Regions from separate parts of the Zea mays genome. Here regions 1 and 2 are each linked to region 3. A link is a contact called in public Hi-C data. All regions are on one chromosome and are shown on one strand. The core of a region is the stretch at or near the end of the contact, and the rest is flanking DNA. Distances in the headings are between cores, read along the strand shown.

Region 1 (3,518 bases), core at 795-3,294, 71 kb after region 3:
GAGATGCAAATCTTGAATCAACACACGGAAAGCTACACACATGAGGGAGGGAGGGAAAGGAAAGGACACTTCACCTCGTGGTCGCAGTTGACGAACTCCTGCTCCGAAAGCACCTCCAACTTGCCAGTTGTGAGGTAGTGCGCACCCTCCAGCACTCCCAACGCGCTGAACGACCAGCAGGATCCACACGAACCCTAAACAGCAGCCCTAGAAAAGAATTTCAGGAGAAAAGAGCAAATAGATCGATGTGAAAGGAACGACTCCGATCTTTGGATCCATGGTCACCAGATTTGGCAGAAAACGACCTAGTTCTTGATGGGCCCGACGACGATGTGGTCCCTCCAGTCAAAGTCGTCTGGGAGGCCATCAGTGGGGAGCACGGGCGCTTCATGCGCCAATTCCGCGAGCTCTCTGAGAAGCGCGCGCTAGAACTTACGAATGCCAAGGTAGGGTGTGGGATCTGGGCGCCGAGGGAGGGGGACGGGGCTGGGGCCCAATGCAGGATTGAACTCCACCTCCCGCTACCGGGACAAACACGAGCACGGACCACATCGTGTTGGCCACAGCGAGGGGATCTGGCGGCGCCGCCGACGCAACACGGTGGAGCACGGACCGAGCCATCCCTGCGCATGCATTGAGACGCGAAGGGGGGCGTTACCATTGGCTGGACGGGGAAGAAGAGAGGAGCCAGGGGGCGCCACAACCGCCGGCTGGACAGGGAAGAAGAACGTGGATCCAGGGCGGTGCAGGCGTCAGTTTCTTCTCCCAAGGACTGCTGCGACGACGGCAACTTCTCCGATACCGGCGATGACGCGTGCTAAACACACAAGACTCATGCGGAAGGTGGGGCAAGATCTCGAGGAGGAAGAGGGCGAGAGAGAGGAGTGGGGACTGGGGAGCGAGTGGAGAGAATGGAGGCGAGAGAGAGGTGTGGGGAGCGAGTGGAGAGAATGGAGACCGAGGCAGATGCCTAGGAAGGGGCGGTCCCTTTGGATGTACTCACGGAGTGCGTCGGCCATGCCCGTCCTGTTGAGGACGTCCATGGCGGAGCCGAAGGCGCCGACACCGGGAAAAAACGAGCCGTTCCGCGGCGACGATGTCCTCCGGGCTCTGCACGTCGCCGATGTCGAAGCCGAGGTAGCGAATTGCGTAGTGGAACTCTCCTCCGGGCTCTCCACGAGCTGACCGAGCGGTTGGGCGCGACGTCGTGCGGAAGAAGACTGCTGCGGTGGAGTATGGGCCGCCCCAAACGTATGGGCCGCACCAAAATTTCAGCCCAGAGCGCCGGTACTGCTGTGGTGTTGTGTCTTGCAAAAAAAAATTAGTACCATACTGGCTAGTAAAGGAGACATAGAGCGGCTTATAAGCGTTGGCTCGGACGCAACAATAAGAACTCTGTTGTTATGTGTTTAGTGGCTGAACTATCTAGATTCAACTCGTGAGTACGTGTAAATTTTTGCTGGCCCTGGGGGCGCACGTAGATGGCAGAACACGTAGACGGCAGAACGGCAGAACACGTCAGAGGCAGACTACTATTGCTTACTTAATAAGTAGTAGAGATTGCAAACTCCAGTCACCGACGTGAGAGCGGTGGCTGATGCTGATAGCTCAGAGTAAATTCTTAGCGCCATCAGCCAGCCTGTGCCATTGACGGTTTTATGAAGAAGAGAACACGTATTCCTTTTCCAGATACAGGGGACTCCTAAACTCTGCTCATCGAAAGCAGACACACATTCTGACCCTTGAACAGGAGCAAAACAGAAAGGTATGGAATGGCATGTGGCACTTCATTTTCCCATGCTTTAATTGCTATCGCTGAATACTTGATGGTGCACCAGGATATACAGAAAATTGTTCCTATTAGTAAGAGCTGTGTACCACACAGTACAATCATAGATCTGTAGTTAGTTAGATATTACAAAAAATATATAATAATGTGTGGTTATGTATCTAAAAGATAAGACAGTTATAAGGCCTGATAATGGGTCAGGATCCAACCCCCAACCCCACTCCAACCGTATCGGCTATTTGGGACTGAGCCCAATACCACTCTAACCCATACTGATTTTATTCAGCTCTATCCGATCCACCTCTGATCCGTTTCGACTCCACGGGCTGATCCTACTCTATTAAATGGCCATCACAGCAAGCGTTGCCCACCAGACAAGTAAGCAAAGGGCCTTGTTTGGATAAAGAGAGATTGAAGTGGATTGAAGTGTATTTTAGGGATTGAAAGGGAAATTAGTTTATATTACACTTCAATACACCTTATACCACCTCAATCCACTCCAATCCAAAATTATCCAAACAAGCCCTAAGTATATGAATCCGTGGGCTCTCGCATGTGAATTAAGCAGCCGCACTACAAATTCATTAGGGCTTGTTTGGTCGCGTGGGACTTGGAGAGGATTCTTACCTCCAATTTATCATGCAACCAAACGAGCCCTTACCGTGTTGAATAGTGCATGGCTGCACAAAAAACTATATGACATGAGAACAATTATATTTTTTTCTTCTAAAAAACAGAAAACGCACAAATATGGAGTTCATCAATTATTACAAATATACATCACAAGACATTATAGAATCAACCTATGAAGCACGAATGAATTAGGGATCTCAACACAGTCAACAGCGCTTGTCATTTTTCTTCTTTTTGCCAGGGATTGAACCGAGGAGCAACAATTTTCTTTTCACACATTGCACTCATCAACAAAGGGGTTACCGATCAATCAATGGTCCTAACATGGCTTCCAACAAACTTTATAGAAAGCCCACAAAACCCTTAAACAAACACATCAGCAGATGTACTCACTGGACACTCGTATGTAAACCTACTGTCAACGAATATGAAAACAGCGCCTTCAGCGGTATTATCACTAGGACAGCCCAACTGTTAATTGTGATTAGAAGGTTTGATCCTCAGAAAGAGCGTTGTGCGCATAAGATACCACAAAATAGGAAGTAATCACCAGCTAATTAAAAGGTCGTGTAGAACACTATACGTGGTGAGTTGGTACCTATTACAGATTTATAGGGAAAAAGAAACTAAAACAACTAATATGCCACACATGACACACAGGTGTTCGTGCGAAAACACAGATCAATGCTATAAAATGGAACTGCTCTACGATAAAAGTTCAGACAGCTTGCCATCTACGAATTGTACAGTTCTTGACAAAGTTCTTCTATCCAGGAATACAGGGCATGAGCTACCAATCAAGGAAAACACAAATAGCTCTAGAACTGCTAATTTTATAGTCATCAACCAATTCTGTACAAGAGTGCGGCTACATATTTATCCTGTATAGCAAGAGTGTCAGTACAGCTACAAGTAACACAACATGTGCAGGAAAAACTCATGAGATGTGCGAGGACTGCATGAGGCAGTGGCGGACGCAGAACAAAATTCTAGGTGGGGCCGAAAGTGCAAGAGACAAATCACCAGACTAGACCATAAATATAGATTAATGATAATATCTAGTGTTTCCAAAATGATATGAATACCAAAAAACTTT
Region 2 (4,081 bases), core at 1,452-3,951, 94 kb before region 3:
ATTAAATTAGTATAAAAATACAGTTTGAATAATGATATACATGGACATTTAAAGCACAAGAAATGTACAATCATAAGTTATGCACACATACACATTATCATAGATGTACAAATTAATAATTAAGCATGACATGAGTACATGACACATGAAAGTTCGAGTAATTCGGGTATTTCGAGTACCCGATTGTGATACCCGAATTACCCGAAATAAATTCGGGTTTTGCAAGTTGCTACCCGAAATTCCAGAACAAAGTTCGGGTTTCGGGTATTTCGAGTTCGGGTTTCGGGTTACGAGTTTTTTGCCCAACCCTAATCTCAGACTTGCCATTCACTCTAGTAAACCAGGCCATCATAGCTAAGCCATGTATCTTAATCTTCTCCACCTAGCCACATGACATCATGTCATATCTCATATATATTAAGCTCATTTATCACACTCGTTGATCATATCAATATAACCAAGTCACTTCACCCCCACGGCTCAAGTAGCCCTCGCTAGTATACCTATGGACTAATCACCTGTGTATTTCAATATGAACATGTATTTGTACATCTAAATTACCACTCAATTACCAAAACTAAACAAGGAACTTACACTTTTTCTAATCCATTTCTCGCAAAAATCATCTTCTATCTTCGGGTTCTCTTAGAAAATTCAAGAGAACCACTTTGAACCAAAGAATCCTTCGTCGCACCAAATCAAGAGAAGAAGGACCTCTACCAAACACGCAATAGCTACTCTAGTTACTCCCTCCATTCTTAATATCCAAATAATTTTAGACAAATAATGAGTCTTGTAAAAGGTTAATTTGCTTCTCACTAATTAGTAGTCATGTTGTCCACTTGCTTTGTTTTTAAGTAACACATATTTTTTATAAAGAATGCATGTCATTGAATTCAACTACGTACCAATTATGTAAATCATTTTATGTAAGGGCTAGTTTGGTCCTAGATTCTCGGGGATTGAGTGGGAAAATAACCACTCAATCCTCAGGAATCCTAGAGGAATTTAAGTTTCTAAATTAGCCCTAAGATGATGTTTAAAATCCACCCATAAATGAGGTTTAAAAGATAGACACGTATAGGTAGGACTGATATTGGGGGTCTACTTTATCGTAGATCCTCAAAACACCTCGCCTTCGAATTGAATAAATGTGTTTTAGGTACATCATGAAGAACAAACGAAGCCATCCTTTGGCCAAAGTGGCTAGCGAAGAAGCTTCACACAAGTGCGCGCGTGGCGAAGGTGCATGTCGAGGTAATCGGCTTCGGCGTCTTAAGACTTTGCGCATGAAGCGGGAAAGGAGAAGGATCGGAAAACTTGCGCTGCAAGAAAGGAGGAGAAAAGACAGTATTGCCCTGCGATACTTGTAGACCATAAGTGTAAACTTCTCGGGTATACTTGTAATTTTGTACGAAGTTATATCTCTCCCCTATAAATAGGTGAACAGTGTCATGCATAAATTCATTTTTGAAGGGATCATAGCTTTGTTAACCTCAGCCTTTGAAGTACCTTCGAGCTAGTATCTCGTGTAAAGCCGAAGGTACGTTTGTAATTACTTGTTATACTATAAGGAATAAAAACGACAGGTATGGAGATTCGAAGATAAGTTGAATTCATTGTTCTTTACGATTCGTGTATTATCTTCGTCGATATTCGTACACGCGCATCCTTTGTCTTCTCCCTTCGAAGAAGAGTTAAAAGAATGGAGATACATGGAGAGGTGTGTCGTTTTATAACTTGTGTTGTCTTGTTTTTTTTGTCCTATAGCAATGGAAAACAAATGACCAACAGTAGAAAATCTAAAACATTTTATAATTAAAAATAAAATCTAAACATTTAGGCCATGATCCAAACCTCTAGAAATAATTGTTAGCCGTGAATAAGTTACTAGCTAGGTTTAGCTGGGCTAGAGCAGCTATCAACAACTAATAGGTATTTGTGAGGTATAACTAACAATTAGCTGGTCTATTAACTAAAATTACTGAAATGTTTACAACGGAGCCTTAGATTATCTCTAGTAGACTCCCTATTGTACACCCTATCTTATTCTATATTTCAAGCTCTAATCTGCAAATATTGCGATCTACAGTGCAAAACTGTACTTTGCATTTTACACGGACCGGTGGAGATAGTCAGATAGCTTACCTTAATTTTTTTAGGATAATTGGAGCACTATACAAATAGACGACCCTGCATTAGAAAGTTTATACCTACTACTGTTGAAACTACTAGTAGGAAGTGAATGCCCTTTCCCAATTTGTCGCCGGGTTCTTCTCTCCCCATCCCTAACCCCAACGGTCGGATCTCAACCACCTCCCCCGTAGCAGCGAGGAGCGAGAAGAGAGAACCGAGGGAGCGAGAAGAAAAGGCCAAGACTCCTTTGACCCGTGAACAGTGTCCGGACCCCCACCGCGCGCTGACGTCACCGGCAAGCAAGAGGGCCCGTCCGTCCGTCGAAGCGCACGTGGTCCCACGGCGGCAGCCGACAGCGACCCCTCATTCACGAGCGCGCGCCGGTGTGACAACAACCCCCACGCGGCCACGCCTCCTCCCCGTCCCGTTGCTTTCCGCGGCGCTCGCTGTCCCTTGCGGGCTGGCGTGGCGCGGGCGCAGCGCAGCGCAGCGGCCGGCACCCGGTGCGTGGTGCGTGCCTTGGTTGTTCTTCGCCGCGGCGGGTGTTCGTGTCGATGGCCGGTTCGCGGTCCTGGGACCTGGGTCCGCCGGTCGGACCGGTACGTGGTGGGGCTGGAGCTGGAGCGGTATGGAGACCGGGCCGGGGCGTGTCGGGTCTGGGCGGCTGGCCAGGACCACGTTCGAGTACGAGTAGTACGAGTACGACGTCGCTGTCGGTCGTAGCGTTGTTGTCTCTGCAAAGGACGTTTTCCTGTCGCGAGCGCGCGCGGCAGTGTCTCGGTTGTGTTTCACGTGTGCTCGGCTAGCCGCCTGTCAGACGATACTGTGTGTATGTATATACACAGGAGTAACGACGGAGTCCTGTACCGTGCATGATTCATCATGAGCGGCCACAGATGTGTTCGACGTACGACGGCATTAGAAAGACGATGCGCGCGTATGGAGCAGTCGACCATGTTGGATTGCGCCCAATGCAAGGTACTCATACCTTTTGTTGCCGTAGTGGTAGGTAGTACACTAGTACGTACGTACGAATAGTCACCAGGAGGTGAGGACACCCGGCCTATCTATCATTGTACTCCTATACGGTGTACGTCGGACATAGGAACACTGCTCTCAACTGTTGACGACACTACGACAGCGATCTCCTCCTCCTATCCGATCCGGACGATCCCCGGCCCGCATGTCTGTCTGTTGGGCGTACGTTCGCTCCAGGTGCGGTTGCGGCCTCATGTGCAGTGGAAAGGAAGCGGCGCGCGCGAGACATACATGAACAGGCCATCCGCTGTTGATCGGAGGAGGTTTGGATCGCGCGTGGCGTGGGTCATCTTCTCGTGTACCACTCCTGCGCAGGAAGAACCAGTGGGCAGGGTTTCAAAGATTGCCTCGGGATCGGCGGTTTTGACCGCAAGCAGCACGCAACGCAACCTAGGGAGCTGACCCCAATGCGTGACGTGACGTCGCCCGGAGCTGACCCCAAACCTGGGGAGCACCGCCCTCGGAACTGCCGTCTGGAAATTACTAGTACTGGCCAGGATTCATGCACTCTGCACGGTCATCCCATCCAGCCTTCCCGAGCGTAAACAACAGAAACCAAGGTTCTCCACTTGACGGACGCTGTACGATCCTGCTCCAGCCAGCCAGCCATAGTGCCCCCCGCTTCTCAACCCCACGTGAAGCGGGCCCGTGCATCGCGCGACCGACCCACCCACCCCAGGTGAGGTGCCGGCAGCGCGCCTAGCGATCCGTTCAGGTCAACGGCAAAGTAGCGATCCTGTACTGTATGGCCGTGTGCATGCCAGGCGCGCACGCTTCTCAGACTCTTGGCCGAGAGGGATCGATCCGTTAGCGACCCCGAGGGCCCCAGCAGCCTACCGGCGGCTGACAGACGCACGTACGTAGCGTGCTCCAACAATGCGCGGTCGCCGGCCCGCCAGGGCTGCTG
Region 3 (3,851 bases), core at 1,153-3,652:
CAACAGAAAGCAGAGTGACCTGGACCAAACCATTGAGTTGGTGCTTAAGTGGCAAGGAGAACAACTAGAAGAAAGCAGCTTCAGGTAGGTAGCCACCACCTCGACTCCTCGAGTGTCTTTGTGGTATAATCTGAGACCGTTCTAGACTTTTTAATTTAGTTTTTAAAGCAGGAAGGAAGGTGGCGATGCATCACGTACTTGTAGTAGGTTTCATTAATCAGCAAAATGAAAACGACATCTGCGGACTACGGTCAGTTATTCACCAAGGTGATAGATCGGCCAGCACAAGGGAGGCGACATGGTAGAAGTAGCAGACGGTCCATTGATTGATTAGCCCGTGCTGCAAAGGCATTTCTTGTAAGCTCTCGGGATAATAAATAGTTCAGGCCCGTCGTCCGTATGACCCTACTACCATACCAAGAGGAGGCAGGTCAACGGGAGCCCAGCGAGATCTGGGTGGGGACTGGGGAGGCGTGGAGCTTCGGCGCTGCGACCGGCTCCTGCTGCGTGCGCGCACGAGGTTTCCCATGGTTGATGTGCTGTGCACAGGTGTCAAAGAAACTTCGATCGGCCCCCAGATCCCTGTGCAGTGTGCAGTCCTAATTCCTAGGCCCGGGCCATTTCACGGCGAGAGCAGAAAGCACCGCAGCAGTACCATTTGCAGGTTCCGATTTCTGAAGTAGGGGCCCTTTTTTTTTGCACGCGTTACGAACAGGCATTTCCAAATGCATGGCAGCGGAACTCCGGGACTGACTGACTGTCGGGCCACACAACTCAAAACAGTGGCCATGACTAGTGTCCCCCTCCCAGCGCAGGATGTGGAGAAAGAACAGAGTACTGTTCACAAAGCAGGATGACTGGTGGGGACGGGAGATGTTTTCTTTTTTTCCTTCGCATCTGACGTTTGGTTTCACCCAGCATATCAAATGTTTTAATAATAATTACATATATTAAATATAGTCTAATTATAAAACTAAATTCATAGATAAGGACTAAAAGACGATAGAAATTTATTAAACCTAATTAAGTCGATATTTAATACTCATAATTGATATTCAAATATTTGATATGACACGAAGTCACAAACTAAACTTTGGTTACTTTAGTATTGAAATGGTTTGGAGGGATTGGAGAGTGTATAAATTCCTAATAAATCAAAAAACTATCACAATACATATCAATCCATTTCAATCCCTTTTATTACTAGATTACCTAAACCAAACACCGGCGCCACGCACGCGATGACGTGGTGAGGAATTTGCGCAGACGCACAGAGGCGAACAAAGGGGCTCCTCCTCAGTCAGGCCAGTGCAGCGCTGCCACGTCGGATTATGCACTAGGCAGTGCTTGTGCTGAGTCCCTTCGGTTGGTTTGACTACCAGCTTGGCAACAGTGACGCTTACGACTACCAGCTTGGCAACATCTATTGCATGCCTGTCTATTCAGAAAGCCACCCCTGTCTGTCTAAGGTGGGTTCTAACTTCTAACCAAGATTAAGATTATTCTGTAACTAATAGTATATCAGCCTGACCTAGTTCATACGTGAGGAGCCATTTCGGCCACCAACTCCTCCGCGTTGCTAATTCTGTACTACTCCTTAACACCACTTGCTCTCCAGTCTCCAGCACGCAACACACGGATGCGCACGCTCCGGAAAACATGCGACGCACAAGAATGCGCACGCGCCTTCTCTAAAATTGGCAACGTGTTCTCGAAAAACGGGCGGGGGCCCGAGCTCCTGCGCGTCGATCGTCGGAAACAAGAGCCCGTAAAACTGAAGGCGACGGACGTACGGCGGCGGCCCGTCTCCAGTTTGGAGACGAAGGTGAAATGGGGGCGGACAAGATGTTGCGGCCTGCGGAGATTTTCCTGGTGTGTGTGTGTGTGCACAACGACTCGAACACACGCACGCACGCACCAACGGAATCCTGAATTTCCTGATCCTGTTTACCCCCCGAGAAGGAAAAAAAAAGGATCCCGGTTCTCAACGATCAATCAAAGTAGACAAGCGGCCAAACGTATCGCATCGACGACGAATGAATGGGACGAACAACAGATAGAGGTAAGCCAGCGAGCGATCGGGGGTGGGGGGGAATCGTACGCACCTCTGGGCTCTGGAGGAACCTTTGTTTGTATATTATCTATATATCCTTGATTCTTCCCGGCGAGTCCTCGATGATGGATCGGATCTTCTGGGGAGGAGAGGAAGGAGAACGGGAGAGGCAGACGAGCCGTTCCTCGACTCGCTCCGACTCCGAGGAAGGGGGGTGGCGCGGGTTCTGCTAATTGATTGCCCGTGTGTGTTTGTGAATTGGATTGGAGGAGGAGATGCGTGAGGCCGAAGAAGTCTTCCAGAAAAATGAAAGGAAGGAGGGAGGGGTAGGTGGCGAACAGCTCAAACGCCCGCCGTCGCTCGCATGATCGCGCCGCGTCGCCTTCTCCCCCTCCTCTTGCCTCGCGCTCGCAGTGTAGGACGTGTGGTGTCCCACCCACGAGGCCACGAGGGCCACGGTATGATTCCATCCAGACCAGTGTACACAAGTCCCTAGTCCTACTCTCTGATACATGGGCCCTACCTGGACTGTGTGTGTTTGTGTATTCCCGGGATACGTACATTTATCGTCCGATATATGTAACCCCTACTTGATAATGATAATGATTATACGTATCGTACTCGTATCACTTGCACTTGGACACCTCGGCTGCCTCACCCCAAAGGCCCCAGCTGCTGTTTTAATTAGGGACGCGTACGCTGCTATCCAACCTTGCACTGCAGCCCGGCCCACCAATAGCATCCTGACAAGCGCGATGCACGAACACGGCGGGGTCCGTTCCAGCGATCCCGTCAAATGGAAAGGGAATGAAGGACTTCTCCTTCTGTTCGTACCTCGCAGTAACATCGCTGGATGAAAACGACTGATACTGAATTTTCTGCACGGTTGAACTGGAACAGAAACACGATTGGTGATCCGAAGGGGGCACACCGCACACAACCAGCTATCACTATCAGGCTTCAGTGGACCAGCGAGCATCAGCTGAGGACTGACCACCACCCTTGGGCCTAGGCTAAAGATATACTAGTAGCTGTATAAGAAAAACGATTTTGAACCTGCTGCCGAGTCTCGTAAAATGAAATGTAACAGCGCAATTGGTCAGCCGGACACTGGAACCAGTACCAAACATTTTGGAATCATGCAGAATTCTTCGCCGGATTGATAGGCTGACCACCATTATTTCCTCACAAACGAGGACATGCCCGTTTGGCAGCCTAACAGCAAGGACAGCAAATGTTTCCAACACGCAAGCCGAACCTACATCCCCTCCAATATGTCTCCATCCGACACCCTCAATCAAAAATTCGAAAAGTTCTCCCTCCGTCGCCAATTAAAATTCGTTTTAAATAATTAATAGATTCGTAATACAATTAATAGATTCATAATACAACTAATAGCTCCATAATGCTTGATTTATATATTTTATATATTTCTACATTCATCATCATCTATTTGAGTATAGACATAAACATCAAGAGCTAAAATAAATCATATTTTAGGACGGAGAGAGTAAAAATTATGGATTTCACATCAATGCAGGTAGTATCAAGAATAATGGTTTGGCACAATCATCATATGGCAAAATAACAAAGTTGTAAGCGCCACCGAGCCAGAGCCCAGTGAGACCTTACTGATCAGTCTTACACATGTAGGAGTTTCAGTCGCTGCACACAAAGCTTATTGGTTCCGCATTGCATACTACTGGTACAACAGCAGCGACCGTTGTTGGTATGTACAGTTCTCTTATGAGGGGGAAAAGAATGTCAACAGCAGACTCAAGGGGCGGGATTTCAGTTA

Evidence for each region. Hi-C and Micro-C count contacts between places; a contact is called where the count stands out from the background.
Region 1: a contact with region 3 is called in a Hi-C map of tassel, with 2.5 times the contacts expected there. The contact joins the enhancer-like site here to the promoter of LOC100216974 in region 3. A contact is called at or near these places in 3 of 25 Hi-C or Micro-C datasets (ear, leaf and tassel).
Region 2: a Hi-C map of bundle sheath shows a contact between it and region 3, with 2.3 times the contacts expected there. The contact joins the enhancer-like site here to the promoter of LOC100216974 in region 3. A contact is called at or near these places in 9 of 25 Hi-C or Micro-C datasets (bundle sheath, ear, leaf and 4 more) and 1 of 3 datasets of contacts at active chromatin or transcription factors (seedling).

Annotation. Positions count from the first base shown.
Region 1 is chr1:236,625,302-236,628,819 of Zm-B73-REFERENCE-NAM-5.0, forward strand. It overlaps the pseudogene LOC100274809. Among protein-coding and RNA genes, the nearest start is that of LOC100282510, 29 kb to the left of the region's middle. Within about 2 kb of position 2,045, at least 18 of the 20 cell types and tissues checked have an H3K27ac peak or open chromatin away from gene starts, as enhancers often do. A contact at or near this core is called in ear, leaf and tassel, where this site is marked.
Region 2 is chr1:236,459,345-236,463,425 of Zm-B73-REFERENCE-NAM-5.0, forward strand. No RefSeq gene overlaps it. Among protein-coding and RNA genes, the nearest start is that of LOC100192558, 21 kb to the right of the region's middle. Within about 2 kb of position 2,702, at least 19 of the 20 cell types and tissues checked have an H3K27ac peak or open chromatin away from gene starts, as enhancers often do. A contact at or near this core is called in bundle sheath, ear, leaf and 4 more, where this site is marked.
Region 3 is chr1:236,553,632-236,557,482 of Zm-B73-REFERENCE-NAM-5.0, forward strand. It overlaps LOC100216974, which reads right to left and starts at 2,403. Exons shown (of 8, transcript NM_001317379.1): 1 at 2,106-2,403. It overlaps LOC100286228 (mitochondrial import inner membrane translocase subunit TIM16), which reads right to left. Exons shown (of 4, transcript NM_001159116.2): 4 at 3,601-3,851. The coding sequence ends at 3,845.